2 separate regions of the Hordeum vulgare genome follow, and region 2 is linked to region 1. The links are chromatin contacts, called in public Hi-C maps. All regions are on one chromosome and are shown on one strand. The core of a region is the stretch at or near the end of the contact, and the rest is flanking DNA. Distances in the headings are between cores, read along the strand shown.

Region 1 (7,010 bases), core at 1,029-3,528:
GGTTGCCCTGGACCAGGAGAGTGATCGGGAAAGGACTCACGAGTTGTCCTTACCACAGAAGAACCTATCGGAAGATGGAGCCGATTAGTACCTCTACCTTGGACATTCATCTTTCTCTAATGCCATTTCACTGCATTATACTAGCACCTCTACGTCCTACATTCATTTTTTTAACTAATGTCATTTCTGCACCTTATCTCATTATTTGTTTCACGCTCCTATCCACGAAAATTATTCGTCGGTACTATTTCAGAACAAGACTGAAATGGAAGGGTAATTTTGCCGATGTCCTCTTGTAACTTCCTCAACCTATGAGTTTTCTTAATCTATAATATTGTGCATGGTCATCACAAATAGCAATTCCCAAACAATACAGAGAGCTAGTATCTCGAGTACATGGGTTGCTTTGACCTGTTGCTTGGACTGTTGTATATATATATTGTTGCTTGAACAATACACGGACAGCTGAAGTGTGAGGACATGGATCAACGATTGATCATGTGGGCAGCTCACACACATAGCTGTCCATGCACGTCTCTTTCTGCGTGGTGGGGATCTACATGACCACATTATTACATGGTACTCACTCGGTGCAGTTATATTTAAATCATTGGTGGCACTACACTACTGGTATCTGAATAATTATAGTCACCTTGATAGAGCTCGTCTCAGTTCATTAATCATGCTATCTAGCACCATCTGTCCCAGAATCTTGGGGACTACGGATATACTGTATGAGAGAAAAATATGCAGTGCTGGAAAATAATCCCAAAACAAGATAAGGTTTCTTAGATGCGTTTCTCACCGACTGATCGCTCTTCCATGACGAATTAGCTGATCCCACCACAAACCTGCGAGAGAAAAAGAACACGGCACATACCATTTTTTTAGGAATTCAAAAAACCGACTGAAGCATGACGAATTAACGCCTTGGTGGAAAAGGAGCATCAAAGAGAAAAGACGGTTTCAGAACTGGAACCCCCCAACTAATCTGTAATTTGCGCCAGCATTGCATTTGCAAAGTGCCGACATCACGATAAGACGTGTGAGGCGGATAATGCACATAGACTACCGCATGGGTCATGTCCTTGTGCGCGAACCTCGTTCGTTTGGTGTTGTTCACGCACTTGCTACTAGGACAGTGTGTTCTTGTCACATCTCACATCGGCAGCATCTAACAAGCTTATTCTTGAGAACTAAAGTACAGTCGTAGCCAGTTGGAGCCAGCATCAATGGTTGGCAATGCATGAAAGAGTCGGTAGTATCACTGAACAAACGTGTGATTGCGCATGCGCGTGCGTTCGGTTGATGGAACGAACGCGCAAACCACACACGTTGGGCGTGGGCGGGTTGTGTGTGTGTGACGTGCGCGCTCTCCAAACTGCCCGCCCGCGAAACAAATTCGAGGTCTCCCGTGTGACGTGTGGGCTACGATGGCGGATTCATTCTGCGATCGGAAGCGACCATTTCAAGTTTCAAAGCCGGGAGCCGCCCGCTAATCACGCGGAAGGGAATCGGAAGGGATCGTTCTTGAAGTCAGAACAAATCATCATTTTTAATCCGAAGGACGGCGGAGGGAAAAAAGGAAAGTCAAGAAGTAGCGTTGCGCGTACCTCATGATCCCCGGCGCGGCCTCGTGTGCGGCCTCCGGGCCGCCTCCGGCGACGGCGAGCGCCAGGAACAGCAGGAACCCGCCCAAATGCCTGCGAAAGCCAAACGGCGGCGGATCAAATCGGTGGATCGATCGATTCGCGGGGGTGGGGAACGTATGGGTGGATCGGGGTGGGTGGTTGGGCGGGCACGCACGTCCAGACGTTGAGCGTCTCGTTGTGCCAGGAGAAGGCGCTGAGGAGGGCGTCGCGGATGGGCCACTCGACGCGGTAGTGGCCGCGGATGTACTCGTTGTCCTTGAGGTACTCGGGGAGCTCCTCGTACCCCACCAGACGCGGCGGGCCCCTGCGCCTGCCGCCGGCCTCCACGCCGCCCAGCGACGGCGCCATGGCTGCCTTCTTCCTGCTGCCCCGCCTCGCCACCGCCTCCCCCGCGGTCGCCGTCGACCGCGCTCCCATGCGACGGGCCCGGTGCCTCTTTCTCCCTCTCTCTCCGGCTCTGTGCGCGCGCGCGGCTGCGTCGGGGTTGTGTGTGTCTGGTCCGCGGTTCGTGCGGGGGAGCCCGGGAGGTGGTGGTGGTGTTATAGGCGGACTATAGGGAGGCTATAGGGGGATGGGAGGAGACGAGGCCGCCTGGCGAATCTTGGCGGGGAGCGCGCGGCGCGGGCGTCGTGCGGTGTGGTGTGGTGTGGTGCGGTGATGTTGGTGGCGAGCCACACACATGGACTTCCTCTGTCGCACACGCTTGTCAAAGCTACAGAGGTTACAGGGTGCTTTTGGGCGCAGCCACTCTCCTAACCGTCGGATTACAAGGGAAAAAGAAAGGGGAGGGCTACCCATCTATCGGTACACGTACACCCATCACCTCAATAACCGTCGGATATTCGTGCGCGAGCCGTCCGATCTAACTCCTCGCATGCGGTTTGTCGCCTTGCCGACGCATTAATAATTCCGAAACAAAAAAATCAGTTGCAGAAACAATGGTCGTGTTGTAGAAACAATTCTTAAAACAATGGTCGTGTTGCAGAAATAATTTCTGAAACAACGAGTGTGTTGCGGAAACAATTCCTGAAACAACGGCCTCGTTGCAGAAACAACGACCATGTTGCAAAAATTACGATATCTTCCGACCCATGTTGCAAAAGTAATGACATCTTCTGATCTATGTTGTAAAAATTACGACATGTTGCAAAAACAACAACATCTTTTGACCCATATTACAAAAATTACAACATGTTACAAAAATTACGACATCTTCACATAGGTCAGGTGTACCCACTGTTACCCAATGCCAGGAATGACTGCCCTGAAACAACAGACACGTTGCAGGAAAACAAAAACGGCTTCGACGGACACAGGGACTGTGTCGACTGTCTAATCAACACATGATCGAACGGCCACGGAGCCGATAGAAAGGCGCACGGGATCGATCGGTAGAAGTTAATCTTTTCCCAAAAAGAAAGGGATATATATGCCACCCGTGTGTGTTTCATTGGCGTGTGGGCCCTAGCGCAGCATTGTTCTTTCGAAGGTTATATAGGGGACTCCTAGGTGAATTTGTAGTAATCATCCACCACCCGATTATCCGTCCGATGTACACGCATGCACCGTTCGATCAACAGCTCGGTCGCCTCCGCCCACCACATAAAATCCCGAAACAACGTTTGAGTTGCAGAAACATGTACGCTGCTACGCGTCCGGCTCACGTGTTAAAAAGTGGCCGACGGGTCTTTTGCACCATAGATTATGGTCCAAATCTTTTGCAAGAGAGAGCATGTTGCGAATATGTCCGTAGATTTTTTAATAGAATTTGTTATAGAATATTTTCTACAACAAGGATCATGTTGTCGAAATACCTATAGATTTTTGTAACATAATTTTGTTGCGCAATGTTTTTTGCAACACCGATTGTGTTGCAGGATATTTTTTGCAACAAAGTTCTTGTCGCAAAAAAAGCGCAATAGAGATTTTGTTGCAATTATTTTGTGCAACGTAGCTGATGTTGCAAAAACTTATGTAAGTTGCCATCGTTGATCCCTGACGTGGTTTACAAACCATTGTTATTGCAAGATACGACAAACAAGCATGTGGTAGGCGAAGAAAAGAATGAAGGTGTGTGAGCACGTTTGAGGTCGCATGGATCAAGGACGATCCAACGACTATGTAGGTGGCGGAACTTCTCGTACAATCAACCGGTAGAGCATCAGCTCTTCTCATGTTATATGGCTTCATTTTGTAAAATGTTTTTCACAAGAATTTTATAAAAATGAAACCATGTCTTGTCGTTGGTTTAGTATAAAGTTTGTATGAAGTTACTACAACTTTGTACTAAACTAACAAAAAGTAATACACGAGTAGATCGGATGGAGCACGTAATATACTATGCTTCTTAACTTTGGAGCTCACACATTAGATCGATTTATTCAATTTTGAATTTGATTCAAGATTTTGATTGGCTCAGTGATTTTTCAAATCAATTGACAACCAGAAACATCGACATCCACAATACTAAATAGATAAAATATGGAAATACATTTTATGATGAACCTAATGATATCGTTTTGATATTATGAATATTGATATATTTTCTCTATAAATTTGATCAAACTTAATGAGGTTTCACTTTTTGAAAAACTAATACAATTCGTATTTTGAAACATATGGAGCTGAAAGTTATTAAAATCCAACAACAAGTATGAGCAACAAAGCACGTCCAACCCTTATATTTTTTTACTATAGGAGTGGATTTGAAATTTCGTGGAGGAATATTTCTCTTCCTTCCTATTCTGGAGGATTATGAACATTTGAGCAAATATTATATTTTCATTTAATTTGAGAAGCCATGTGAAATATTTGTATATATCTCTCCTCTCTCTCTATGCGTGTGTGCCCGTGCCGCTTTGATTCGTAGGATTCACAAAATGCACGAATAGGATGGTATGTTGTACAGTACCCTACAATATATGATTTGTTAGCGCGGGAAAATAAAGAAATCCTACAAACATGTATAAGTGGATGCAACGTTCTCTCCCAAATGTAGTCCGAATGGATCCCATGGAAAAATTATGAAGAATTTCAATCCTACGAATTGAACGGCCATCACAGGAAAAATTCTTAAGTGCCAAATCCTCTAAAATTCCTATAAAATTCCTTTGAATCAAAGGAGCCCTAAACACATGAATTGCTACATTTTTTTTCTATTCCTGTGTTTTCCATCATCTGCTCCAAACATGCCCTACATCTCAACATTTACCATCATGTTGCTAGCATGCGAGAATGTATGGGTCGAGTCTCACCGGATATTTCCTTGACAAAGGAATCAATTCAGTGCGAGCGAGGTTGGGGTGGTGATGTCGATGTTTTGTGTCGTTGCATGAATTGTTTCAACTTTTTGGGGATGTACGTCTTTTATTGTGTACATATTGTGAATGTTGAAAAGATTTTGGGTGTGACTGAAAAATGGTTATATTTATGTTGCACATACGCTTCTTTAATGATGTATATGTTTTTATTGTTTTGCTTTGGTTTATGTATTGTGAGTTGTTTTTTACAGTAATTTTTAATGGATTGGTATCTTCTTAATTTATTTATATTATTGTTGTTGTGTTACTTTTCACAAGGGGGGCCTTGGCGAAGTGGTAAAGCTGATGCGTTGTGACCATGAGTTCACAGATTTAAGTCCCGGAAACCGCCTCTTGCAGAAATGCAGGGAAAGGTTGTGTACAATAGACTCAAAGTGGTCGAACCCTCCCGAGACCGTGCGCAAACGGGAGCTGCATGGACTAGGCTGCCCTCTTGTTGTGTTACTTTTCACATTGCATGTGTCATGACCTAACTTTTCCCTTTCTATTTTCAATGAATAGGGATCTACTCATATGTTTATTTATTTCTGTTGTGCATGTGCATTTGGAATTTTGCAAGCATTTGCCATTAAGCCCGTCATCGCACCTTTGCCTTCCCACAACATTTTGGGACCGACCATAATGTCGAGCTCTTCCTCCCGTGTGGCTTGATCCCCTGTGTATCATCACGCATAGCCGGGTTCAATGGGACTAAAAGGTGGGTGGAGGAAGCTCCATGTGAAGGTTTCTTACTAAGCAATGGTGGAATATCCGCCCGCAAAAGATGAAGATATGCGAGAATGGAAGGAGGATTACGTTGTTGTTGTGTCCCTTGGCCTATATAGCCTACAAGGACACTGAAACGACGTTTTGTATGTCGTCGCATGTCCATGTTTCCTCGTGGAAAATGCCCACTACACCGCCTCACGTGAATTTGGAAGCGCGATGATGATGGTGCAGAAACCTAGGTGGTTGTCATGTTATCTGCTCACATTCAATGTGTCCTCCAATGGAATGGGATGGGACTGCGGGTTTGTTCTTTAATAAAGGATACCAAACTATGGAATACATTATCCCTCGAGGGTCGGATTGGGCGCTTGTGTCTGACCCGAGGATCGACCCCCCTAGTTAGTTAGATACAACATAATGGACTCTGTTCCCAATAGCTCCCGTGTGTTGGGGAATGTTGCATGGAAAACAAAAAAATTCCTACGAAACACCCAAAATCTCTTCTATAAAGAGGCTAGCAACGAGAGGGAGAGGTGTCTACATACCCTTGTAGACAAAAAGCGTTAACGTTCTAGAGATCGTGGTTGGCGTAGTCATACTCGTGTTGCGATCCAATCTGGTCCAAGCACAGCACGTGCGACACCTCTGAGTTTAGCACACGTCCATCTCGGTGACATCTCCTCCTCCTTGATCTTGCTGTCGGTGTCAAAACCTGAAGATGTCGGGTAGGGGGTCCCGAACTATGGATCTTGGAGCGATGGGTAACAGGAGACAAAGGAGATGATGTTTACCCATGTCTGGGCCCTCTTGATAGAGGTAAAACCCTACGTCCTGCTCTTTGTTTATATTGATGGTGGAGTATCAAGTACGGAGTAGATCTACCTCGAGATCGTATGTTGTGGTCTAAACCCTAGGAATAATGATATTACCCATCCTATGAACTAAAGCCCTCTAGTTTATATAGATACCAGGGATACTAGGGTTATATAATGTCGGTTAGACCAAGGAGAAAACATGTCGATTACCATGTGGTCATGGGGTACACGCCAAGTCTTCGGAAGAGTCCGTCTTGGACACAACATTACCTTATTTGTCTGGATTCCAACGATAATTCTAGGACAACTAGGAGTACGGCCCATAGGAACAGGTCAGCGGCCCGAGGACCCCTTAATCCCGGACTCCCTCTGTAGCCCCCGAACTGGCCTCCATTGTCGTAGTCATGATTTCCACTTGCTTCTTGCGTCCAAGGTCTTTGTCTTGCGGGGCGAGTTCTCCTCCCCTTTTTATATTCAGCCGATAATAGTTCGTCCACCGATGAATTCCCTGTTTC
Region 2 (6,831 bases), core at 2,487-4,986, 260 kb after region 1:
AGGATGTGCATCCAAGAGCTTTCCCAAGAACGATGTTCAAACACTAGGGGGGCTTGGCTTGCGACCTACAACACAATGAAAAACACAACAAGGTTGGTAGCGAGCTCACTCCTCCTCACCGGAAACGACGGGGACACACGTGCGGTGTAAAACCCTACTAATGCTTGTGATTTGGTTGCCTTGGAAAAAGAGGAGCTTGAGGCTCCACCACACGGGGTGTTGGGGGAGAGAATGGATCAATCCCCTTACATGGGCGTGGCCCTTCGCCCTTTGTAGTGCCTTGGTCCTCTTCCCCAAAAATATCGACGGGAAAGGGTGGCCACAGGGTGGCAACGTCAAGGGGGACACGAGCTAGGCCGATCTTGACTAAAGGTGGTCATCCCCTGATAAATCGGTCTTCGTGACACGGTCATGGGCTCGGCGATGACCTTCACCGTGGCGTGGATAGCCGTCTGGATCCTCTATCACCAAAATGGTAAACTTTGCGGATTTTCTTTTGGAGGGGCAACAAATGCTTCCCCCTAATCACCAAAAAGGAAATTGTACCTAGTCACGCCTGCTAGCACGGCTTATGTCTTCTTCCTACAAGCAGGTGCGTAACCCACGTGATGGGCATGAGGTCCTGCGGTTGCGCGATGCGCCAAGCCTCGTGAGGTGACCTCACGAGGGGGTCCACGTGAGGCAGCATGATGCCTCATGGCCTCCACCAGGGCTCGCTCCTTCGGAGGTAGCCACCTCCGGGCTGCATAGCCAAGGCCATCTTATTCGGGCCAACCCAACATTGCGCTCTAGGCCATTTGAAGATGGGCCGTTGTACCTCAGGTCCGACTGGGCTAACAGTAGCCCCCTGGGCCCGCGGCGTGATTGTTCTGCCCTATTGCACCCCGGCTCAAACAGACCGGAATGCCTCGTATTGCAGCCAAGAGATAAGTCTTCTAGAATACAACACCGCTTGACATAGAACAAATCATCACTTTATTCCAAATGATACGAATACAATGGTTCCGATACAACAAATTACATCGGCATGACGACACTATACAATGCTAGCAGTAGAACAAACCAAAGTAGTGGAATAACTTCTAGCAGCGGAACAATGGAGATGGTTGTGAACTCTAATCTGCAGGGACTCTGTCTGGAACGCTTATCCTAGCTCGCAAACTCGACCAACAATCAATCATGGCATGACCTGCAAACTGGCATGACACGCCAGGTGAGTACGTTGAATGTACTCGCAAGCTCACAGCGACCAAAGCAATCAATACAAACAACACAATGGCATTTACATGTTAAAGATGAATAATAAACATGATATTACTAGAGCAACATGGAATGTACATGATGAACAAAATACCACTAGAACAACATCAAATGAGCATGGCATGAACATGTTACTCAAGGCATGAACAAAGATGCTAATAGCATGCATCATGTCTGCACTATCATATTAGAACTTACTCTGATCAGGGTTATCTCATAACCACCACATGTATCCAAAATATTAACCAACCTCGGTATCCATGATACCACTTTGATCCTCTCATGATCACATAAAGATCAACCAACTTCTTTCTCATCGAACCACGGTTGTTTATTAACAAGGTTATTATTACTATTACTCATAGTGTGACCTACTACGAACTGGGCCCATATCCACGGGTGCGGCTATCGATAGATTATACACACTCTGCAGAGGTTAGTACACTATACCCACACCATGGAATCCAAGGCCTCGTGGTCCCATTCGGGTGGACCAACGGTGTTCCGACAAAACTGATCTTCTTGCATGACACCCTCCTGGCCGCTTTGGCAAACTCCACTTTGGACTAAGTCATGGGTGGCCCGGATGCAACTCTGGACATCCAACAACCATCGCCGTGAAAAAAACCCGTCGCAAATGGGGACAAAGGGCCCTACAAAAACTATGGCACACAAGGCTTATGGACACTTACCTAATCAGGGTAGCGCATGCACATAATGTACCAGGATAATATGCTCAGGTGACCACACCACATTAACGCCTTCCCATACATGCAAGTGTGGCTTCACTGGTTAGCTCGACTTGATGGCACTATGACTTAGCCAAAATATATTCAAGTTCAATTAATATCCGGTTAAACTTGGAAAGTAATGAACCTAGTCAAAGTAAAAATAACAGGATGCAATGATAATGCATATGAACATGATATCAACATAAACATGGATGGAAGGATAACCATTTAACATGTGGATCATTAGCACCAACAATAATAAAGCACTAAGTCTACTGGATGCAGATGAACATGGAATAGCGACGATCATGCATATCAAAGGTACCATAACAAAGGATAAAAAAGCCTCGGAGAACATCAGTATTACCAGCATGTACTCCTAACAAGCATGACATGTGCAAATAATACTAGCAAGTAATCACGAAACTAACAAGGTGTATAAGAGCACAACATGATGATAATCTTGGATCCACATGCATAATTGAAATAGGAATAACAAGAGTAATCGAGTAAACAATTCTTAAATATTCAATGGAAACTATGTCTACTGTATGGCCATCATTCAAGTGGTTGTCGTGGCTTGCTTGGGGATGATGGATTCACAGGGGAGAAGTGCGAGAAACTCGCGGAACGAATCGCCGGAAATACTTCTCTCTCGAAGGGGGCTTATTAGAGGCAATGGCAAAATGGTCATTTTCAAAGTGTGAAAACATAGTGAAAATGATACCAGCAGAATGGGCTCAACGAGACGAAAGCGAGGGCTTTGCAATCACCTGAAAAGGGGTTACGAGCGCGAAGATATGACTATTTGAAAGCTAGGGACTCGTGTGTAACAAGAATATCCACAAATAAGTCCCTCCCAGATAAAACATAAAGCGCCTTCGGGAGAATACACTTTGAGACAAATGATAGCGTATTTTCACCCGAAGAACACCAGAATAGGCTTTCCTCACAAGAAAAAGCATCTTGTGAAAAGGCGCTTCCAGTTACTCAACGCGGGTCGGAGGTTTCTCTCGCTGATAGGCGGGGCCCACACCATCTCTCTGTCATTCTGTCTTGTTCTTCGTCCTCTCGACATGGCACAAGGCAGGGCCTCGGGTACCGACGCCGACATCGCCTCACCGCGCCAGGAGGCTGGCCGACGTGCGCGGACGCGCCTCCGCTCCTCCCCTCGCCCAAGGGAAGCCGCGAGGAAGACCGAGGAGGTTCACATCACCGAGGCCCTAGACGTGGCCGCAACGGTCTGAGGTCTTTGGGGAGCGGCAATGGCGGGGCCTCTTCGGGGGAAAACTGGAGGGTGGCGGCAGCTCGAGGGCGTCCACAAGGCCTTTGGGGCACCAGGAAAGGGAGGGGAAGTGTTGGAGGAGGCGCTGGCCATGGGGAACGGCGGCTGTCATCTCGTCAGTGGCGGGGCTGGGGATCTCCAGAGAGTTGGGGAGGGGCTGAGGGGTCGATGAGAAGTGGAGGAGCTCGGGGGAGCTTTTTATAGCCGCACGAGTGCTCGGGAGATCTAGGGCAGCAAGCAACAGAGGAGGAAACCGATGAGGGTCACGAGCGCACATCTGTTCCTCGACGGGGACGATGCGAAGAGGAAAAATCTGGAGGGGAGAGGAGTCCAGGATGAGGGCAGCGACGAGATGAATCCGTTGGACATGGGGAGGTGGCGAAAGCTCGAAGGTACATACGAGGGGAGGGGGTCCAACTGCCATAGCACGGGAATGTCATGCCATTCGCGTGGTCACGACGTGAACATGACAGTGACACGCACTCTCGTTGACCACACCTTGTCCACTGGAAGGGTCACTCGCCATAGAGTGCCAAAAGGTGGTTATTGTTTAGGTGACCACAACTTGCTAGTCCCTCCTTTCTTAAATATAAGACCTTGTAGAGACTTTACTATAGACTACATACCGAACAAAATGAGTGAATTTACACTTTAAAATATGTCTAAATACATCCGTATGTAGTCCATAATACAATCTCTACAAGGTCTTATATTTAAGAACGGAGGGAGTAGAAGACAACATCACAACAAGGTGGTTATTGATTCCTCACAGAGATTGGTCTCGGGAGAGAATCTGATCTTTGGCTTTGTGTGATCAATCACTAATATGGCCACCTATGCGAAGTTTTGGCCCAAAAGTATGAATGTGTATAGCACTTGCTGAACAAAGCATCTCACTCGAGAGAAATACAAATTAGGAAGAGGCACTCACATGCTTGCTTGTATTGAGCTAAAATTTGAAGGAGATGAGATATTTGGGCATATGAACACACTACAAATTTATTATAACAACTAGATACACCAAAATGGTACTTCCTTCACAATGGATCTCTCTTGACAGAATCTTAGAAACATTCTAGAGAAACATTGGGGCAATGAAATGATCCCAAATTTGGAGCAGGCTTGTATCAAGTGAAGCTTAAGATGCAACGAGTTGCATATTGACGAAACTCCACATTCAAATACTTAGTTCACTCTCATTTAGGTACACGACAATTTTAAAATGTTGTTATCATTGCAAGAGGTGAAGCAAAAATAAACTACACTAGCTACACATTTAAAATGAGGTCGGAAACAACATATAGTATTTCCGAAATGACCCCACACGTTAACTTTAATATCTGTCCAGATCTGTCCTAAACACATTCTATGGTAGTTAAACAACAAAATCAATTGGAGCACGTGAAACTACACGTCATTCTAGTCGGTTTACATATATATCTCATCTCCAACGGAGCTACGGTTAACTCGCTACGAATTAAACCTATTTAGCATGGCATCACTCAAAACGAGGCAAACATCAAGATTAACAGTTTTGAATATGCATGAGAGTTTGAAAATATTAATCTACACAAAATTCTACACGTCTTACATATATAACTTATTTCGATCCAACGCACGGTTTAAAAGTTAGGGCGTTTTAAAATATGCCTCTAATGTGTAATTTGGAAAAATCCCTACGAAATTAGCTAAATTCGTTGGAGAGAAAAAACTAGGCATCAGGTCGAATCTGGATCTGGTCCACTAACACAAGCGAGCGCAGGCTAACTAAACATCACACATGGGCAAGGGATAGGTGAGAGGAGGCCTCACCTTGGGCCAGATCTGGCCGGCTGGGCTGGGCTGCGGTGCTCGGCCTTGATGCGGCCTTGCCTGCTGGAGGAGGCCGATGGCTGGGCCGACTTGGGGAAGCAGCTGCATCGACTGGGCCTGGCGACGGGGCGGCCCGACGGCTAGCCTAGCGGGGCTGGGGCGATGCGCTGGTGGCCCACGCGGCCCAAAGGGCGGCGCGTTGGTGCTCGTCTCCCGGCTTGCTATCGAGCGAGCGACGGCAACCGGCAGTGCGGGAGAAGGCGGGGGGGATCCGGCCTGAGGCTCGCCGGATCTGGCTGAAGGGCGACGGCGGAGCATCCCGCTCTAGTGGAGGAGGGTTGGGAAGGCGTCGAGGATTGAGGTCATTGGGCGGTGGTGGCTCAGGTAATCCGGCGGGCGAGGGGACCGACGGATGCTTCGGTGCCGTGGCTCCGACGGGTGCAGGAGGTCCGACCGACAAGGCTAGGGCGACGCGGGGCGACGACGATGGGCTGGCGGGGGCTCCGGCTGTCAGTGGCGATGACGACGCGGGGCTGGCTCGAGCTCCTCTGCTGGGGCACGGGGCTATGGGGCGGGTGGCTCGGGGGTCTGCGGGCTAGCGGCGACGGCGTGACCTGGGTCCAGGAGGGACGGATCTGGGCCTCAGCGGGCTTGGCGACTGAGGGGAGGATAGAGGTTCTGGTGGCTAGGGTTTTGGGGGCACGGAAATCAAGGAGAGGCTCGTTTGGTTGTCTATTTATAGACAGGGGCTAGGGTTAGGGGGTTTTGCACCGTTTTCAGGCTGTCGGATCTCAATCGGACGGTCTAAAACGGAGCGGTAGGCAAGGTGGGTGGCGTTGGGCTGTGTAGAATAGGTTGGGCTGAGAAGACAGGAAGATTTGCGGCCCGACACAAGGTTTTTTAAACACCGAAAAACGTGTGAAGATAAACTGATAACGGTGCCGCTACGGTTGACCGATCGAGAATCAAACAAACTCCGATTGCGGCGAAATTTGGTAGGTGGTCTACTTAAATTAAAATAAGACCGCACGTCAAGGTTCAACCCAATCCGATAAATTTTTACACATACTTTTAAAAACAATATTTTAATGGTGTCGCGGGCGCGTCGTGTGTGGTTGGTCTCAAAACGGTCAACGACAAAAATGGAGAGAACGAGCAACTAATTACGGATGCAAGTTCTGAAAACTGGTGGCAAAGGAGTGTTGATGCAATGCAGATGATGTGCATGATGCTATGATGAATGCGACAAACAAACTAATCACACGACAACAATGAACTAAAAGGGGAATCTTCTATTGCGTTGGTCTCGGGCTGCTACAGGCATGCCATGGGAGTAGCTGCATCAAAATGGGTCCTGTCATGACTGTGCGTGAATCAGACTTAGCATGGGGCTCACTGAAGTTGTTCTGACTGTCATCGAAACCTGACATCTTGGAATTCAAGCACACAAACTGACACACACACTAGCTGAGCCTATGAAAAGTTATGGAAGATCTTGAGAAGATAAGAATCACAAAATTGCAAAAGTTTTTTAAAATTTGAACAAAGAAATCCTTAGTTTTAGCTTTCTGTAGAGTAAATTTCGGTAGCACCGAGTCCGAATTTTCGGATTCTCCGAGACAAATGATCGTCTTCACAGAAACCTAGCAATCACTTCGTTGAAACCAAAAGTGTCAACTCTATCTTACCGAGACTATTCTTAGGAAACCTAGAAACCAGATGAGTGGAACCGATTTTTGCAAC

What was found. A called contact is a pair of places that touch in the nucleus more often than the background predicts.
Region 2: a contact with region 1 is called in a Hi-C map of leaf, with 4 times the contacts expected there. The contact joins the enhancer-like site here to the promoter of LOC123403123 in region 1. A contact is called at or near these places in 2 of 6 Hi-C or Micro-C datasets (leaf and seedling) and 1 of 1 datasets of contacts at active chromatin or transcription factors (embryo).

Annotation. Positions count from the first base shown.
Region 1 is chr6H:118,461,670-118,468,679 of MorexV3_pseudomolecules_assembly, forward strand. It overlaps LOC123403123 (heptahelical transmembrane protein ADIPOR2-like), which reads right to left and starts at 2,279. Exons shown (of 4, transcript XM_045097086.1): 1 at 1,807-2,279; 2 at 1,614-1,703; 3 at 806-851. The coding sequence starts at 2,069.
Region 2 is chr6H:118,717,280-118,724,110 of MorexV3_pseudomolecules_assembly, forward strand. No RefSeq gene overlaps it. Among protein-coding and RNA genes, the nearest start is that of LOC123403123, 260 kb to the left of the region's middle. Within about 2 kb of position 3,737, at least 3 of the 3 cell types and tissues checked have open chromatin away from gene starts, as enhancers often do. A contact at or near this core is called in leaf and seedling, where this site is marked.